Regions from separate parts of the Vulpes vulpes genome. Here region 2 is linked to region 1. A link is a contact called in public Hi-C data. All regions are on one chromosome and are shown on one strand. The core of a region is the stretch at or near the end of the contact, and the rest is flanking DNA. Distances in the headings are between cores, read along the strand shown.

The links. A called contact is a pair of places that touch in the nucleus more often than the background predicts.
Region 2: a Hi-C map of skeletal muscle shows a contact between it and region 1, with 3 times the contacts expected there. The contact joins the promoter of CNPPD1 here to the promoter of DNPEP in region 1. A contact is called at or near these places in 2 of 3 Hi-C or Micro-C datasets (both in skeletal muscle).

Annotation. Positions count from the first base shown.
Region 1 is chr16:5,044,341-5,050,417 of VulVul3, reverse strand. It overlaps DNPEP (aspartyl aminopeptidase), which reads right to left and starts at 1,996. Exons shown (of 15, transcript XM_072742813.1): 1 at 1,930-1,996; 2 at 1,226-1,319; 3 at 1,050-1,138; 4 at 810-923; 5 at 441-566; 6 at 97-227. The coding sequence starts at 1,935.
Region 2 is chr16:5,221,401-5,227,882 of VulVul3, reverse strand. It overlaps CNPPD1 (cyclin Pas1/PHO80 domain containing 1), which reads right to left and starts at 1,719. Exons shown (of 11, transcript XM_072742193.1): 1 at 1,663-1,719; 2 at 1,206-1,376; 3 at 368-455. The coding sequence starts at 436. RETREG2 (reticulophagy regulator family member 2) reads left to right here and starts at 1,687. Exons shown (of 9, transcript XM_072742189.1): 1 at 1,687-2,180; 2 at 2,453-2,559; 3 at 3,700-3,730; 4 at 4,077-4,212; 5 at 4,622-4,706; 6 at 5,039-5,182; 7 at 5,335-5,429; 8 at 5,582-5,717; 9 at 5,980-6,482. The coding sequence starts at 1,894.

The DNA.
Region 1 (6,077 bases), core at 747-3,246:
ATTAGGTAGCAGGGTCCCAGGTCCCAGCGGGCCCCTTCCATCCCTGGGCGCCCCAGCCATCCCTCCCAGTCACCACAGCCCTGACCCCAGGCTTACAAGTGCATCTCCATGTTGGGCCCAAAGTTCTCGTTGACATTTCGCTGCAGATGGATGGCCAGGTGGGGGATGCGGAGAATGGGCCGGTCCACATGCACCAGCCGCTGTTCCAGCCGGCCTGAGGTAGGGCACTGTGGCCCCCCGGGCCAGGTCAGACCACGGTGCTTCCCTACCGCAGCTGGTTAAAACCCCCACTTCACCCAGACTAACCAACATGATCCTGGAGCCCAGACTGGCCCACTCGGCCCCTTCCCTGGAGGGCTCTCCACAAGTCCCCTGAAGGAAGGTCACAATCCTCTGGAGCTGGAAGGTGAGAACCTCCCAGGTCCTACCCCAGTTCCCACCTTGACAATGACGCGTCCAGCCAAGGTCAGGTCCCGGTCGAACCAGGTGCTCCAGATCCCACCACCATAGGTCTCCACGCCAACCTGCTGGAAGCCCACCTGGCTGCGGCGGGACCGCCGTTTCACCTGAGCGTGACGATGGGGAGTGAGCAGTAGAGAAGGTCGAGTAGCATGATTTGGAGGCGAAACAGATGAAGCAAGAGCTAAGGAAGGACACTGCTGACAGAGAAGGGCCCAAAGAATGGAAGAAGGGGGTGGCAAGTCTCCTTGCTCCAGAAATAGACACCCGCTCTGTCCCTGCCCACTCCCTTTTGCCCTGTGTTCCCCTGATGCCTCCCCTACCCCGGCGCAGCAGCCCCAGGTCCTCACCCGGAGGCAGGGGCTGTCCGTGTGGGCCCCAATGAGGCTGAAACCATTGCCAGGAACATACTGGCCTCCCACAGCAAAAGCGATGATCGTGGAGGAGTTCCTGGTCAGAAAGTACTGGGGGAAGGGGGGAGTTGGATTAGCTAGCCAGCTGGCACAAAGGACTTTGTGCCCTGGCCTAGGGATCTGCTGGTCTGCCCCCACCCCACCCCACCCCACCCCACCCCACCCCACCCCACGTACCTTGCTCTCCGGCTTGATATCCCAGCTCTCCGTCTCTTTGAGTTCATGGAAGCCAGCCTGGAGGAGGCGGCTGCGGCACTCGGCCACAGCTGCAGAAAAAGAGCCCTTTCAGAGCGATGGAAGCGGGGTAGGGGGCACAGGGGCCACCACCCTGCCCCTCTGTCCCGGTCACTTACCGTGGAAAGGAGAGGGGCTCCGGTTCACGAACTTGAGGAGTTCCCGGGCCGCGGCCTGCACCGCCTCTTTGCGGGCCCTCCCGGTCATGGCCACCTGGGGGTGGGGGGGAGCGGTGCCGCTTAGATTTCCACGAGGTTTGGGAGCCCTGATTGTTATTTTCCAGGCCCCGGGAGCCACCCGCCCCCCACAAGCCCCATTCCCGCGAAGTGACCGACCCAAGGCGCAGACCCCGCTTCCGCCTCTCTCCTCTCGGACACACGCGGACGCCCGGCCCAGCCTCTTCCCGCTGAAGCTCGGATCCTCCAGCCAGAGTATCAGCCCCGCAGCGCTCCCGCCCCGCTCGTCCCGCCCGCCCCTAAGCCGAGCCCTAGCCCGGCCCCTAAACCCCAGCCCCACGAGCCCGCCCAGAAACCCCGGGCGGTTCCGAGCTCCCAGCTCGCCAGCGGGCCCCCGGCTCTGAGCCGGCCTGTCCACGGAGCCAAAGCCCTATTGTCCGGCGAACACCCCACCTCCCCTCCACGCCCCTGCTTTCGGAGGCCACCGTGCCCAACCCCGGGAAGATCGGGTCACGGAGGCCGGGCTTTCGGTTTCGCTTTGGGCCAGGCTCAGCCCTCAGCTCGGCGCGCTGCTGCGCTTAGGCCCGGGGGGGCGCCGAGCCGGGCCTGGGATCCGAGTTAGAGCTGGGCTGGCCGCGGACGCCTACCTGCATGACCCCGCGCGTGTGCCCGCGTCCTCCAGCCCTGCCCCGGGCTCGGCCCGCCGGCCCCGCCCCCGGCCCCGCCCCCGGCCCCGCCGCACCGCCAGCCCCGCCCCCGCCGCCGGCCCCGCCCCCGCCGCGCCGCCAGCCCCGCCCCCGCCCCCGGCCCCGCCCCCGCCGCGCCGCCAGCCCCGCCCCTCACTAGTGCCCTCCTCCAGCCCCGCCCCTGCCCCGGCCCCGCCCCCGGCCCCGCCGCGCCGCCAGCCCCGCCCCCGCCCCCGGCCCCGCCCCCGCCGCGCCGCCAGCCCCGCCCCTCGCTAGTGCCCTCCGCCAGCCCCGCCCCTCGCTGGGCCCAGCTGCCAGCCCCGCCCCCGCCGCCGGCCCCGCCCCTCGCTGGGCCCAGTTGCCAGCCCCGCCCCCGCCGCCGGCCCCGCCCCTCGCTGGGCCCAGTTGCCAGCCCCGCCCCCTGCTAGTCCGTCCGCGGCGGTGGCGGGGGCCCTCTGCTGCCCGGGAGGTGCTAGGACAGCTGGGAGCCGCGCGCCCCCGGACCTGCCCCAGGTCAGAGTACGAGGGAAAACCCGCCCAGCCCGCTCACCTGGTCCGACGAGTGCTGCACAAAGTTCTCTCTCTCCCCACAGGCTCCCTTGTGATAATAAAAGCAACATGGCTAGTGTTCTTGGAGCGCTCACGGTGAGATAAGGCTTAACGTGTTTTCTGTTTAATCTTCACACCTGCTCTATCAACTTTGTACTTTTACTGTCCCTTTTTTACACATGAACAAAACGAGCTACAGAGAGGAATAACCTCCCCAGCGCATTAAGTGGCAAAGGTGCGGTTTGGACTCTAATTTGATTCCTGTATTCCCCTGATGCCTCCCCTACCCTCGGGCAACAGTCCCAGGTCCTCACCCGAAGGCAGTGCCTTGTTCCAAGCCATTCTTAGATCTTTTCTGGGCCTTTTAATATGCACCTTGGTAAGTGTTCTGTTACCTGAAATGTCCCTGAGGACAGAGAAGTTAATGACTTGTCCAAGATCACACAGCCATTTGGATGCATCTAGAATTTGACTCCTATCTGCATTCTTTCTACTTCTTAAAAAGACAAAATAAAACAAACGCCACATGTTCTTGGAGGTAATCCCACTATTCATATGTCGAGAGTGGTGAGTAGCAATTTAAAAAACCAAGGTACCTGCCTAGTCATAGATTCCGATCAAGACTCTTAAAGGCCCCAGGGTACAAAAGAGGGTCCAGGCAACCAGGGGGGTCAACATTCCAGGGATTACAGGTCAACAGAGCAATCTGCCCTTTCTATACTGGGGTAGGAATGTTGGGTAGGGGGTAGTCAGAAAGACCCAGCAGCCCTCAATTCATAGCAGTGGGTATTGCACTGTTCAAGAATATACAGATGGTGGGGTGAATTCATGGCATTCCCTAATCGTTTACTGAAATGTCATTATGTATAAAGTTTCAGTGCTGAGTGGGTCATGGAGAGAACATTCTTTTCCTGAGAGCCAGAAGCTGGCTGGTGGGGAAGGGACACCGTTCACAGACATGACCAGAGCTGAAACAGGAGATTTAGCCTAAAAAAATTTTTTTTAATAAAGATTTTATTTATTTATTCATGAGAGACACAGAGAGAGGGGAGCAGAGACAGGCAGAGGGAGAAGCAGGCTCCATGCAGGGAGCCCGACGTGGGACCCATCCAAGGTCTCCAGAATCAGGCCCTGGACTGAAGGCACCAAACCACTGAGCCACTGGGGCTGCCCAGCCTAAAAAAATTTTAATGCTCTTCTGAGTACCAAAAAAAAGCACATGCTAATGTGAGAAATTCAAATATCACCAAAATGGGTAACTTAGAAAGTGAAGGTAAATATTTGCTAAATTGAACATCCATTCTTGATAAAACAAAACAAAACAAAACAAAATCCTCTTAAGAAACCAGAAAGACGGGGATCCCTGGGCAGCTCAGCGGTTTGGCACCTGCTTTTGGCCCAGGGCGTGATCCTGGGGTCCCGGGATGGAACCTGCTTCTCCCTCTGCCTGTGTCTCTGCCTCTCTCTCTCTCTCTCTGTCTGTCTATCATGAATGAACAAATCAAATCTTTTGAAAAAAAAAAAAAGAAAGAAACCAGAAAGAGAAAAAATAAAGGCTAACTGCCAGAAATCTACAACAAAATAGAGTGAGGAAATGGAGAAGTGCTCCTTTCAAGTCAAGTAAGACCCTGGGGAGTTTTACTGCAAGTAGTCAACAGTCAACTTGGCAGTCACAGCCAGTGCCACAAAGCAAAATAAACTATATACATATATATATATATATATATATATATATATATAGAGAGAGAGAGAGAGAGAGAGAGAAATTTTACTCATTTATATATAAATTGTATATATGTGTATATATATATATATATGTAATGATAAATTTTACTTTTCCATATATATATATGGAAAGCGATTAGGGAATTCCCATTAGGGAATTCTATATATATATATGGAAAAGTAAAATTTCTCATTACTTATAGGTTATTTGATTATCTAAAACCTTCAAGAATTTAAAGTGACAGCCTATTGGAATTGGTTAGGAGGAGTGACTTGATTTTAAAAATCATCAGCTTTCCCATGCAATAATCAACTAGAAAATATACTAGTAAGAGGAGTCTGGGTGGCTCAGTCGGTTAAGTGTCTGCCTTTGGCTTTACTTGAGCCAAAGGGGTCTAAGATTGATGATCTCGGGATCCTAGGATTGAGCTCCTGGCTGAGCAGGGAGCTGGGAACCTGCTTCTCCCTCTCCCTCTGCCTGCTGCTCCCCCTGCTTGTGCTCTCTTTCCTTGTCAAATAAATAAATAGAATCTAGAAAAAAAAAAAGAGAGAAAGAAAGAAAATGCACTAGTAAAAGAGTCCTATTTATAAGAACAAGAAATACTATTAAATTCTAATACTCATAGAAATGAGTATAAGAGAGACTGGGTCTCACTATAATCAGGGAAATGCAGGTTAAAAATGAGGTACCATTTTTGATTGGTCAGATTAACAAAAATGAAAAAGACTGGTAATATGAAATGTGGGAGAAGGCCTGGGTAAAGGCATGCCTTTATATTCAATTTCTGTGGTGTAAACACTCCCTGTGGCTGGTTCCAAGCTGCCAACATGAATTGAGTGTGGAGTTGGGAAGAGATGTACAAAAGCCTGCCATTGTGTAGATTTGTACCATACAGCTCTTATACACAAAAAATACCTAAAGAGCATAGATTGATAGTAAAATAGCTAAGAAAGTGCTAGATTTCTTAGTATTTTTATCTGCTTGTAATGTAATTTATTTTAAATTTACATAATTGAATTTTAAAATTATGGCTCCATTTAATGACAGGATCACCAAATTCCTAGAAATCTGACAGTTCTCATGGGCTGGTCCGTGTCAGTTCTAACACACAACTTCACCACTCATACTCTACATCTTTGCTCCTCACAGTGTGATTCGTTGACTAGCAGCATCTACACTAGGCAGCTTTCTAGAAATGCAGAACCTCAGGGCTTACCCCAAACCTATCAGATCCTAATCTGCATGTTAACAAGATCCCTAGATGATCTGAATGCAAGTTCAAGTTGAGACACAGCATTTCATAGTGCCATGTAAAAAACGAGGTCGATTTTTATGTATTATCATAGGAAAAAGGTGGTGAATATACTGAGTGAAAAGAAGCAATTTCCAGAATCATACTTACAGGGCAAGAGCATTTAGGTAGAACTCACATAGTGAGTTAAATGTCTAGATTTTATGTATATGTATGTATGTAAAAGCATGGAGACAGGTTTGGAAGGAGAGCGGAATGGTGTTGGTTATGAAGTGGGAGGCTCAAGGCGGGATCTTAGCTATCCAAAAAAGCGTTTCTGAGAATCATTCTTGCCCTCAGCCTGCTGAGAAAATCTTCCCCACCAGTGTAGCCGATGTTTACGATGCTACCATCACTCATTTCTGTTTGGCTGAACAACTATTAAAGTGCAAATGCCTGTAAGTTACCATAGCAATTGGTCACACATACTTCAGTGTGAGTTCATTGGGTATACGTGCCCTTTCCCTTTCCGATCCCTCACTTGGAGAGAAAAGCTTCCTAAGTAGTAATTTGCCACGTCATTGTCAAGAGTGATTTGAGGTA
Region 2 (6,482 bases), core at 470-2,969, 180 kb before region 1:
GGCTACGGTGGAGATCCTGGCTCCGGGTGGGAGTGGGGAGTGGGGTGCGGGGCGGCAGGCTCGGCTCACTGCTAGGAGGCCCGTGTCCCCACCCCGCCCGGTTCTCGGGATTATCTGCCACCGGCGGCCTACCTAGGGGGTGGGGGGAGATCCTGCACCACGGGCTCGCCCCCGGGGAGGTCCTCCCGAGACAACCCTACCCCGTTCCTCTACCCCTGGGCCCAAGGCGCCAGGGCCTCGGGTAGGCATGGCTCGAGGGGCTCGCGCCCGGCTTCCAGACCCAGCCGGCAGGCAGGCGCGCTGGCGCCCGCGCTCGGCCGAGGGGAGCGCCCGGGGAGGCCACCGAGGGGGCGGGCCGCGCTCTCACCGTGAAGTCCTGGAAGCCGGTGAGGCAGAAGGTGCCTTCTTCGTCCCGCAGGAGCCCGGCCAGGTCCATCGCGCCGCCACCTGCCGCCCTGCGAACGTGGAAGGGAACGCGCGCGTGTCCGGGAGCCGCGGAGCCCTCGCCCGCCCGCGCCCTCCCCAGCGCAGCCCCGGGGCCTCGGCTCCTCGCGCCGGCGGCGGCAGGCGGGGCCGGGCTGGCGGGCGCCTCTTCCTGTTCCGCCCCGGGCGGGGCTCCGGGCTCGGCGATCCGGGCCCCGGCGCGGGGTGCGGGGTGCGGGGTGCGGGCCTCGGGGCCGGGGCGCAAACCTCACCCAGCGCCGGCCGCCCCCGCCCGGAGCTTCCTGCCGCCCGCTGCCCCCCCCCCCCCCGGCCGCCCCGAGCGCGGCGAGCCCTCGCCTGGGCGATGGGGACAGCCCCGGGGGCCACGCCTCGCGGGGGGTGACCTCGCGGGGGGTGACCGCGCCGGCCGCCTTCTGTACCGACGCAGACGTTCAAGTCACTGAAAAGCGAGATGCGCGACAACGAATTGCTGCCAAATGTTTTCTTGTCTGTTCGAAGCCGCACCTAACGTGCCTGGACAACACTTTTGGAAAGAACATACAGAGACGCTTCACAGCGCGTGCCCCGTGGTCGAGGGGGCGGAGGAAAAAACTTACGTCTCGCCGTATCCCTCCTTGTCCGGAGTTTGCTACATACAAGCAGGTGTTTTGTGGGGTCGCTGCAGAAATTAGGGATCACGAGGGGCTCTGGAGCCTCCGTAAACACCATGCACACGCGCCCCCAGAGCAAACAGCTCAACAGGATTCTATTTTTAGACTCACCCCGCGACCCCAACCTCCTGTTTGAGCGAGGGACTGGAAAGAGCTCCGAGAGGCGCTGGCAGCGGAGTTTACGGAAAGGGACGGGGAGGAAACTGCTCTTCAGCCTCGGTGAGGCTGTTTGAGTCGCTCGGGTCACGCGCCCGTGTTTGTTTACCCGCTGAGGGGAGGGACCTGGGAGGACCAGAAAGTCAGGGGCTGAGTAACAGGGCGGCCGCCGCCCTCCGCGGGCCGCAGCAGGTCCCACCCGCGACCCCGGGCATCTGGAAGCCGACTTGCTGCCCCTTCGGCCCGCAGCGCACCGGGAACACCGGGCCAGTCACGGGCCCCCCAGCCGCCCTGCCCGTACAGGGCGGAGAAATCGGGCGGGCGTGAGGCCTCGCGGCCCCTTTCGAGCCGGAAGGGCAGAGCAGCGCCGCGGCCCCAGCGCCGACGCGACTCCAGCAGCTGCAGCACGAACCTGCGCAGGAGCAGGGGGGCCCGCAGCCGCCTGCGCGCAGGCGCGGGCCGCGCTCTCCCGGCGGTTAGGGCGCGTCACGTGACGGGCTCGTCGTTCCGCCGTCACGTGACGGGCCTCGGCGGCCCGGGCTGCGCTCTCCGCGGCGTGCGCCCCCTTCCGCCTGACGCGCCCCCGGCGGCGGCCGCGCAGCCCTGGCTCCTCGCGAGCTCGGGCGGCGGCTGCGACGGGGCCATGGCGAGCGGCGGTGGCGGCGGCGGCGGGAGCACCGGCGCGGGGGGCGGCCCGGGGCTGGGCCTGAGCCTCGGGCTGGGCCTGGGTCTGAGCCTGGGCATGGGGGAGGCCAGCGGCGAGGCGGAGGAGGAGGCGGCCACGGCCGAGGCGGTGGGACGCCTGGCCACGACGCTGTGGCTGCGGCTCCGCGGCTGGGAGGCGGTGCTGGCGGCGGCGCAGCGGCTGCTGGTGTGGGAGAAGCCGCTGCACAGCCTGGTCACGGCGGCCGCGCTCAACGGCCTCTTCTGGTAACCGCCGCGGAGGAGGCGGAGGGGGCGGGGCCGGGCCGCGGGGGCGCGCGGGGGGCGGGGGCGCGGGAGCCCCGGGAGCCCCGTGTCGGTGCCCGGGCTTGCCGCTCGCCGCGGGGAAGCACCCCCGTCGGGGTTGCCCATCCCTCTCTCTGGGGTCTCGAGTTAGGCCCGGAGCTTCCCGTTCCCCCATCAGTGGGCGCTTTTCCGCCTTTCGCGGTGGATGCGGGAGGCTCAGCCGCTCAGCGCCGCGGTGCCCGTCTCTCCCGAAGGTTGCTCTCTTCGTCGTCCCTCCGGCCTTTCTTCCTACTCAGCGTCTCACTTTTGGCCTATTTTCTGCTGGATCTCTGGCAGCCTCGCTTCTTCCCGGACCTCTCGGGTGAGTGTTAACGTCGCCCACCAAGCCGTGTCTTGCGCTTGCCCCGTGCCCGACCCCGCCGGGTGGGTTGACTGGGGAGGAGGGCGAACGTGCGGCGGGCCGCCAGCGTCCAGGCACCACCACTTCTCCAGCTCAAAAATCCGTGTTACCGTGAGTGTAGTAAACAGCGTGGGCTCTACAGCCACATTGCCCGGGTTCCATTCGCCGTGTGGATGTGACCTTGTAATAGCGACTCAATTTGTGTTTGCCTCGGTTTTCTCTTCTATGAAACGAGGGTAATAAAATGTACTTAGTCAAGAGGGGAGGACTGAGCGAGCTCATAGGTGTTACGTGCTTATGATAGAGTTCCGCATATTAGAGGAATCATGGCAATGTTAGGTTCTTTTGTTGTTGTTGTTGTTGTTATTGGTGTTATTAAATAGGTATTTTTGGAGCAGTTAGATGTCAGGCTGTGTGAGCTGCTTGGGATGTAAACACGAGTAAAGTGTGTTTGAAAAGAGTGAAGTTTAGGGGCCCTTGGGTGGCTCAGTCGGTTCAGCATCTGCCATCAGCTCAGGTCATGATCTCTGGGTCCTGGGATCAAGCCCCTCATCCTGCTCCCTGCTCAGCAGGGAGTCTGTTCTGCTTCTTCCTCTTCCCCTACTGCTCCTGTTGCATCTTTCTCTTTTAAATAAATCTTAGAGCATGAGAGACACGCAGAGAGAGAGAGAGAGAGAGGCAGAGACACAGGCAGAGGGAGAAGCAGGCTCCATGCAGGGAGCCCGATGTGAGACTTGATTCTGGATCTCCAGGGTCACACCCTGAGCTGAAGGCAGACACTTAACCACTGAGCCACCTGGGCATCCCAATAGAGAAGTTTGGAGCACTTGGCTGGCTCAGTTAGTAGAGCATGTGACTCTTGATCTTGGGATTGTAAGTTCAAGCCCCACGTTGGGTGTAAAGATTACATAAAAATAATTTTAAAGAAAAAGAAGAGTGAGGTTTAAAGGAGTCAGGCATACAAATGCAAGCCATAATAACAATGTAATTCTTGTTGCATTTGGCATCTGAATAAAGTGCCCTGGGAATGCAGAGGTGGGGCAGTTATTCCTGCCCTGGGACATGTCTCCACTCAATAATTTTCCCCTCCTCTCTTTATAGCATCATCCCCAGAGGAGCCACACTCTGACAGGTGAGTGCAGGTCATCTCTTGAAGACAAATACCCCAGACCCTATCTTGCTTTGGTGCCAGTGTCACCACATTGCAGGGTGACACTACAGCACAGACCCCAGCATAGCAAATGGACTGGCAACAAGTTTGGTCCTGGGTTCCTGTTTAGGTGTTTGGGTGCCTGCTCCTTTGGGGGCAGAGGGTTGGAAACTCTGGGCTTTGCTTCCCAAGACCAGGCCAGCCTCCCTTTGGGAAGTGGGGTTGTCCACATGTTTAGACTGAAGATCTCCTTGGCATTCTCAGAGGGTTATGAGTGCCTAGGAAGCTGGTGTCTGAGGCTTCCAGGGGTCATGTCCTGTCTCCCCAGTGAGGGTGCGGGGTCAGGCGCCCGGCCGCACCTGCTGAGTGTGCCCGAGTTGTGCAGATACCTGGCTGAGAGCTGGCTCACCTTCCAGATTCACCTGCAGGAGCTGCTGCAGTACAAGAGGCAGAATCCAGCTCAGGTAACCTCCATGTCATAAAACAGTTTTCTGTGCTGTGGGGAAACAGAGGGGGTGTGGCAGATGGGGAGGAGGAACATGAAATCCCTGGATGGACACTGAAGGAAGAGGGCTGGTGCCTTTAAAGGCAACATTCACAGGTAGTGTCCTGGTACAGGAGTAGTCTCATTTCAGGAATAATGTGTTTGATGTTCTCATGCTGCTGCTTGTTAAGGCAGAGGCAGCTTGGATTATAGTTGTTTGGTGAGGTCTGGGGTAAACTTCTTGAATTGGTGGTCTTGGGCATCCTCTTAACTAGAGTGGATCACCACATCCCTAGAAGACATCCTTACCCCTGCTCCTGCCAGCTGAGCAGCAGTGTCTTGCCCAGGTGAATGGGGCGTATGCCTTTTAGCCTTGCTTCTCTCTGCAGTTTTGTGCTCGAGTTTGTTCTGGCTGTGCTGTGCTGGCTGTGCTGGGACACTACGTTCCGGGGATTATGATTTCCTACATTGTCTGTGAGTAGGGTTCAATCTTTGTCCTTCCCGAAGGCCCTTCTTTCTCTTTTACTGCACTGGATTAAAGGGACTGACTGACTCTAAGGGAGGGTGGTGCGTGCGCTCTCTCTTTCTCTCTTCCTCTCTGGTTGTCCATTCACGGAGATCTCCAGGGGATGCTGGAGAATTAGTAACAGCGGAAGAGTCACCTGGGGAGGAGAGTAGGAGATGTGGAGGGAGGAGGTTGGTACAGCCTCCAGAAAGCCTTCAGTCTTTTCTGTTTAGGAACTGGTTAAATGGGGGCCCTTAGGAAACAGGCACAGGGAGCTCTGAGTGAACTCTCTAACCCCTAGTGCTGAGTATCCTGTTGTGGCCCCTGGTGGTTTATCATGAGCTGATCCAGAGGATGTACACTCGCCTGGAGCCCCTGCTCATGCAGCTGGACTACAGCATGAAAGCAGAAGCTGATGCCCTGCATCACAAACATGACAAGAAGAGTAAGGGGCTCCTGTACCCAAGAGGGGATCCTGGGGGAGGGCATTGGTTTACGGCTCATGAAGTGCCTTGGAACTTCCTTTCCAGTTCCTTGGCCACGTCTGTCCTCCACCACGGTCTCTACTTGGTCACTACTCTGCTATTATTTCTCTAGAGCGGCAGGGGAAGAACGCACCCCCCGGAGGTGATGAGCCACTGGCAGAGACCGAGAGTGAAAGCGAAGCAGAACTGGCTGGCTTCTCCCCGGTGGTGAGGTCCAAGGGAGATGGGACGTCAAGTAGAACGCTGGAGGAGCATCCATTTCAGAGCAGCCACCTCCCAAGGGACTGGGAGTCAGTGGGGGGTATTTTTGAATAATTGGATCTCTTCTCACCTGTTGTGTTGTCTGGGTTCTCCTGCAGGTGGATGTGAAGAAAACAGCCTTGGCTTTGGCCATTACAGACTCAGAGCTGTCAGATGAGGAGGCTTCTATCTTGGAGAGTGGTGGCTTCTCTGTGTCCCGGGCCACGACTCCACAACTAACTGATGTCTCCGAGGGTATGAGAAGCCTTTTGCCCTTCCAATCTTCTTGTTTCCTGTTGTGGATGTTGGCTGTGCTCTTTGGCTGTCACCCCCGTAAATATTTCCTCTGGGAACTGATCCTCTAATTCGACTTCAAGCTCCTGAAAGACCTTAAAACCTGAGGCTGGTCCAGTATTCCATGTCCTGAGTTCTCATCTTTGAACTGAGTGCCTGTTGTGATGGTTCAGAACAGCAGGCCCATCCACCCATTCCTGACAGATGTTTGTTTCCTGCACAGATTTGGACCAGCAGAGCCTGCCAAGTGAGCCAGAGGAGGCCCTGAGTCGGGAGCTGGGAGAAGGAGAGGAGACCGAGCCGGCCCCCCCCGAAGACCTGCTGGGCCCCCCTCAGGCCCTCTCAAGGCAAGACCTAGACTCGGAAGAGGAGGAGGAAGATGTGGTAGCCAAGGAAACCTTGCTTCGGCTCTCGTCCCCCCTTCACTTTGTGAACACGCACTTCAATGGGGCGGGCTCTCCCACAGATGGAGTGCAGCTGTCCCCGGGAGGACCAGTGGAGACACTGAGCCCAGAGGCAGTGAGTGGTGACCTCACCACTGCACCGAGCACCCTGTCACCCCTACTTTGCCTTGCTGAGAGTGACCCAGCCCCCTCCCCCTCCCCCTCCATGCTCCCCCCTCTCCCCCAAGACTTGCCCCAGCCCCTGCCTGCCCCTGAGGAAGAAGAGGCACTCACCACGGAGGACTTCGAATTGCTGGATCAGGGGGAGCTGGAACAGCTGAAT